Regions from separate parts of the Zea mays genome. Here region 1 is linked to region 2. The links are chromatin contacts, called in public Hi-C maps. All regions are on one chromosome and are shown on one strand. The core of a region is the stretch at or near the end of the contact, and the rest is flanking DNA. Distances in the headings are between cores, read along the strand shown. Region 1 holds the start of LOC100283325 (60S ribosomal protein L9-like). Region 2 holds the start of LOC100280490 (nucleic acid binding protein).

Region 1 (3,157 bases), core at 292-2,791, 150 kb before region 2:
TGGTCACACCTTCAAGCATATCAACCTTCCTGACCTGTGGAGGTAAAGGAAATCAGGATGTTCCCACATTGATATCAAAGTTGTCGACCACATACAGGACAAGAGTGCCACTAGGTGAAACCACATGGAAATGTAGAACATCGCATAAACACGGGGTGCCATAGTACAACGTAGATTAAACTCTGGAGTTGGTCCCGGAGTACACTAGTACCCATAGCTGTCAAGGCGTCGCCTAGGCGGTAAGGCGCCCCGGCGACGTAAGGCATCCTGATCGCCTTACTCCGCACCTAAGGCGAGTGGGGGGAGAGGCTGCCGGTTGCGCGACAGCTCCTGTGCATCTGCTCCAGCGGCGAGACGGCACGGCGGCAGCTGCAGCGGCGCGATGGCTCTGGTGTGACTGCTCCAGTGGCGCTGCGGCACGACTGCTCTAGCGGCGCGGCGGCGCCGGCACAGGGGGAGAAGTGGAGAAGCGAGCAGAGGGAGAGAGCGGAGAGAGAGAAAGAGACTCTGGTGGCTGGGAGAGGGAGTCGGCTGGGAAATGGAGAGAGAGAGAGAGAAGCTGGTGGCTGGGAAATGGAGACTGGCCTCGCCTTACACTTTACCGCTTAAAAGTTAAAAGGGGGATCTGTCGCCTTACCTAGCCTTACCGCTTTAATAATTATGCTAGTACCTACAGAATGCAAACTAGGTCTGCCCATGCAAATGGGCATGGGTTGTGTTTGTGCGAGAGGGACTCTATCAACCATCATGTAATACAATGCAGCTAGATAGCACAACAACAGCAATGATTGTGATTTGTGATAGCATATTCAATTATTCATCGCAAGTGAACGAGTAGTGTGCTCCCCTAGTGAACGAGTAGTGTGCTCCCCTAGACGCTGAAGGGTTTTGGTATCAGCATGTATAATTAGCATTGAAAACCTAAACCGTTCCCAGTTCGGAGCTCTACATACATACGAAATGAAAGTAGGCACGACAAGAAAATACATTACAGCCTTCTAATAACAAAAAGTAATTAATCCATGTGACCATGTACCTTCTTCTCCCCGAGGAAGTTTCTGATCTCAATGGCGGAGTTGGCGTTGGTGATGGAGGCGTTGATGGGAAAGTGAGCGTAGACGAACCGCATCTTGTAGCGGAAACCCTTGGTGACGCCTGCGATGAGGTTCTGGACGTGGGAGATGGCGGTGCGGATGGCGGCCATGGTTCGGCGGGTGCCAAACCAGGCGTCGACCTTGAGCTTGCGACCGCCGTCCTGCAGCTGGAAGTCGAGGTTGAGGTGCTTGAAGTTGCGGGTGAGCTTACCGCGCGGCCCCTCCACCGTCACCAGCTTGGCCGCCACCGTGACCGTGACCCCCTCGGGGATGTCCATCGTCTCCGTGGCCAGGATGGTCTTCATTTCCGGCGGTGGCGGTGGCTACTGCGCGGGAGGAGGAGGTACGGCGGCGGCTGCGGCGGTGGAGGGGAGGACGGGAGAGAGACGATTTGAGGTTTTATTATACAGGAAAGGACGGCGGGCGGCGGCGGCGGTTAGGGTAGGTTGAGAGGAGAGGAGTAGTCCTGAGCTGGGCTACTCTTGCTTTAAGTGGGCCACTGTTACAGGCCCGTTGTTACACTTAGCACCAAGCATGTTAAGTGATACTCCTAACTAATCTAGTATGATACGCATTGCAACAATACACAGATATTCGATAAAATATATAAAAACGAGTCATAAATATATTATTATTAACCTTAATATCTCTTAATTTTTATACCAACAACCAATAAAAAAACTAAACTTGGAATCCAGAGTGTCTCCTCTCTTTCGGCTGTTCAGCCACGCATCGTCGGCGGCGGCGTCTCCTCTTCTCTCTCGTCTGTTCTTGCCCTACTGCCTACAGAGGCGTATGGCAGCGGAGTCATAGCAGCGGTTTGAGACACTTACCGACACGGAAAGGTAAAGGTGGCACCGCGGGAGAGGAGCTGCGGCGGATGGCGAGTCGAAGGCTAGCAGCCTGCTCATGTCCTTTATGGTGGTACAAAAGAATCTAGATGACGAAGGCGGAAACGGAAAAGTGATGGGAGGTTGGAGGTTAATATACGAAGCTAGGAGCAGGAGGAAGCGCTCATGGTGGTGTATGGTTCGTTGCGTATGAAAAGGTAGGGTTTATCTTATCTAGTTGTTAGGCGAGATGTGAGGGAAACCAGGTCTACGCGCTTCGCGTGTGATGCACGACGCACAAAACTCGTGCTTTAAAGGAGTAGAGACATGTAATGGTGACAAGAGTAAGTATCATGAAGGAGAGGGTCATGGAAAAAGATTGGTTCTAATCAAACATGTGATGAGTCCAAATACAACTAATCCGGTGCGAATACTTTTATTAAATTTAGTGCAGTTGAAATCAAAAGAATGGCTTTAGTACATGGAAATGTATCAATTGCTTTAGAAACTATACCCAAAAACAACTTAAAAAATATTAATGTGCCTTTGGGGATCGAGATTTTCTAAACTTTGTTCGAAATCTTTTAAATCTGCCAAAACGAGTTCGTAGATATGTTCCTCTAAGGTCCTAACACCACATATACTTCTTCTTGAGTGCCTCCTTGTAGAACCTCCTCTGGACTTATGCTTGCTGAAGGTATACTTGCGCTTGCCCTTGTGCTTGCTAGATTCATGTTTGTCCTTCATTTTAGATTAGTTAGGGACAAAGTGGTCAGGGTCTCCATAGTTAAAGCAACCCTCATATTCACCAAGTGAGTGGTTCTTGGTGATGTTGTGAAGCCACATGAATTGGTTGATGACAAACGTGAGCTCGATGTCACCAAACATGTCAACTTGCTCCTCTAAAATATACAACAAAGAAGACAAAGCAAACAAAGTATGTGAGGAGTTAGTCAAAGACTAACCATAACCAAATACAAGAGCCATGGTCAGCACATATGGATTCTTGAGCTGGGCTCTGGTGTGGCAGTAACTCAATGGAATTGAGATTACTAAAGAGCTCATCCATAGTGAGCATCTCATAGTTAAGGGGCTCAATGATAGATAATACTTTCGCTTCTCAAACTCTTTGAACAATGAAGTGTAGCAATTTCAAAGCCCTATCATGATCAACACAAGGTATATGTGGCTTGTTTGTCTCCATCTTGTTCATGATGGACTAGAAGTGAGAAA
Region 2 (3,201 bases), core at 497-2,996:
GGGCGTTCCATTCAACACGAGTTGCGTGAGATTAGTGATATTGAAAACCAAGCAGTAGGTGAGTAAGGTTTCTCTATATTAGTGTTTTGTGTTGTGCTCGTGACATTGATTTCTGGTATTGAGATCATTTTATCCTGAATTTGCATTTCTGATGAAATGTGTCTTCTCAGGTCTGAAGGGAATTCTTGATCAGCTTCCCAGAGCACATGCATCTGAATTTCGGTCGAAGGTTAGTAAATCTGCATCTGTCTTTGGACATGGTGATGTTTATAGGAATTGATCTTAGATTTTTCTAGCCAATAAGAGCTTTTAATAACACACGTCTCCTAAGCCTGTATTCTAAAATACATTGAAGCCTTTGTCTTACTAGTTGCTCCTGACATGGATACTATGTGCTTGAGAATGAATTTTGTTAAACAGTATACCATTTGTATATAGGATTAATTGTAGACATGCCACTCATCTTTTACAAAATTGGATGGCTAGTTCATTTTGATGCCATTCAAAATTTTGAGTGGCATGTTTCCAACTGACCCTTTTATATATGGGAATATGGGATGCATAATGCTGTTGGATCGCTCAGAAGCTCTTATATAGAGAATTACATTTAGTTTCGTAGTGATTTCTTTCTTATCATAACCAACATGAGCTGCTAGTTGTTGCAGTTGAGCCTCTTTTCAGAAATACACACTTGCCATAGCAGTTCATATTTTACTGACTCTTCCTGAGCGCTTATTACATCTCATGTAGAGAGTGATTAAGTGAAAAACTGTGCTATACGCTCGTAGCATTATCCTAGTTATGGATGAGTGGATGACCATTGACGCAGCGTCCTCTGAATATTAGTATTTTTGAAGCTAAGGTGTCTTGTGTGATCTAAACTCACACCAGAGATGGTCTTTTCATGTGTTGCAGATGTCTGGCCTAGCTTCTCAGGTTAAGAAGGAGAAGCGAGTGCTCAACGCCGCCCTCACGAAGATTGTGAACTACGGTGTCCCCATCTGACTGCCACTCCAGCCAGTTGTTCTGAGGGTCCATTGTATTGTATCAGATTTTTGTGAAGGAAGACATGTTCGATGTGTAGGGTGAACGCTATACTGCCCACTTGGTTTCGAGAAAAGGAAAAGAGAATAAGTTGTGACCCGTGCAGATTTCTAATGTCGCAAAAGCAACATCTTTGAAACCTGAGTAACAGATGACATTTTGCTATGGTTTTTTTTTGTTGGCTTATTGACATGTTCACCGCCGTCAGCTGCCGTATGCCTGGGAATCGTAAAAGTGGAATGAAATTTTTGGTTGAAATCATGCGAGATGCTGACCTTGCATTTTATAACTTTCACTCATTTAGTTGTCATTTTTTTTATCATTCTTGTCTTAGGCGCTTGAATTTTTCACCGCATTTTGACATGTATGACTGAATCTTGTCATATTTTTACAGATCGTTGACGAATAGGGTCAAATCTTACCATAACTATGACTACAAACTAAATCTTGTTATAACTATAGCTACAAACCAAACGTCCAAAGTCTAAACCGGCTAAAGCCCTATAATTGTTTCACTAATTATATGAAGTTTGATCAGCTAGAATATTTCTTTCCGAGTGTAATTCGATATAAACGAACAAAATCTAAATCTGTCTAATCTTATACGTGACGAAATGTGCAACTTAAACATCGAATCGAACAGACCCTTAAAAACTTTGTTTTTTTTTTCGACTTTCGTCGTGTCCGCTGGACGACACCTCCTTTCCGCAAAGGCCCAGCCGAGGCCCACCGCCACCGCCACCGCCGTCCCGCTCCACGCGTCCGCACCCTCTGCGCGGCGCCGGTCGAGAACTCGTGATGCCCCGCGACCGCGACGAGCCAGCCGCCGTGCGCGTCTACACCGTCTGCGACGAGTCCAGGTACCAGAATTTGAGGGATACGGTGGTGTCGGTGTTCCTCTCCTGACCTGGCTTGCCCTAGCTCATGGTTGGTGCTTGCTTGTGCTCCTGCTTGCAGGTACCTGATCGTGCGCAACGTGCCGTCACTCGGATGCGGTGACGACCTCGCCAGTCTCTTCGGGACGTACGGCCCCGTGGAGGAGTCAGTCTCACCTCTTCTCCACCTGTATTCTGTATCCGTATTTGCTTAGTTGATCGATTACCCACCCTGGGGGGTGTCAGGTGCACGCCCATGGATGCAGAGGACTCTGAGCCCTACACTGACGTCTTCTTCGTCAAGTTCTCACAGGTCAACAACGCCAGGTGAGGCGATTCGTTTCATACCACCGCCTCCATCCAATGGCATTTTCCACTCACGTGTTGTGGACGGTGTGCTGAACTGCTGATATAGCAGTCTAGTCTAGTTCAGATTTTCTTGGACTGTAATAACATCACAGGGCAATGAAATCGCCCCGTGTTTTCTGTGGCCTACCAACCCTAACTGCTGCAGTTCACAAGAATGGCTGGATGATATAACCTGTTGTAGCCTGCTTCTCCATAATACTTAGGCTTCATCTTTCTTCAACTTTGGACAATGTTTAGTTTATGCTTATTGCTATCAGGCTTCAATCAAGAGAACATAATACTTGGGCTTTTATTGAACCACAAAAATCAATTGGGCCATAAAATCCATGGATTCAGTCGGCCATCATACAATTTGATCCACTAAATGTTGATTCATTTTACATCTTGCGGTCCAACTGCTACCATTGAAGCTCGAGCTTACCCGCTGCACAAGTATTGCCATCTTTTCTCGCGGTAAAAGTCCAGAATCAGCGGCCTCCATTTGAAATGCAAAATTGGTGCTCATGCTGCAGGTTTGCAAAGAGGAAGCTTGACGAGTCTGTGTTTCTTGGCAACCGCCTGCAGGTGACCTATGCCCCTCAATTTGAGAGCCCTCAAGATACCAAGGAGAAACTGGAAGTTAGGAGAAAAGAAGTCCTTGGCCGAATAAAATGTGTGCCTACACTTTACTTTTTGGTCTCTACAGCTTTGTAGGGGTAGTATTTTGATTTGACAGCAACACATAATGACATAACTACTGTGAGCATTGCTAATTTATTTACACTGGTACCTTCGTTTGAGAAATTTTCTTCCATTTCCAGCATCTGCTGGCAGACCTGAAGGATCATCTCCAGCTCAGGGATCATCTAGTGGGAATCACCACCAAATGAACTCTAATAAGAGGTTTGTATTCCTGACATTGGCTTTGCTGATT

What was found. Hi-C and Micro-C count contacts between places; a contact is called where the count stands out from the background.
Region 1: a contact with region 2 is called in a Hi-C map of tassel, with 5 times the contacts expected there. The contact joins the promoter of LOC100283325 here to the promoter of LOC100280490 in region 2. A contact is called at or near these places in 8 of 25 Hi-C or Micro-C datasets (ear, endosperm, leaf and 4 more) and 1 of 3 datasets of contacts at active chromatin or transcription factors (leaf).

Annotation. Positions count from the first base shown.
Region 1 is chr4:249,419,879-249,423,035 of Zm-B73-REFERENCE-NAM-5.0, reverse strand. LOC100283325 (60S ribosomal protein L9-like) reads right to left here and starts at 1,541. Exons shown (of 3, transcript NM_001374369.1): 1 at 1,037-1,541; 2 at 1-34. The coding sequence starts at 1,399.
Region 2 is chr4:249,265,073-249,268,273 of Zm-B73-REFERENCE-NAM-5.0, reverse strand. LOC100280490 (nucleic acid binding protein) reads left to right here and starts at 1,746. Exons shown (of 8, transcript NM_001153410.1): 1 at 1,746-1,904; 2 at 2,002-2,085; 3 at 2,166-2,246; 4 at 2,801-2,940; 5 at 3,089-3,170. The coding sequence starts at 1,843. It overlaps LOC100277822, which reads left to right. Exons shown (of 9, transcript NM_001151291.1): 7 at 1-58; 8 at 171-229; 9 at 916-1,305. The coding sequence ends at 1,005.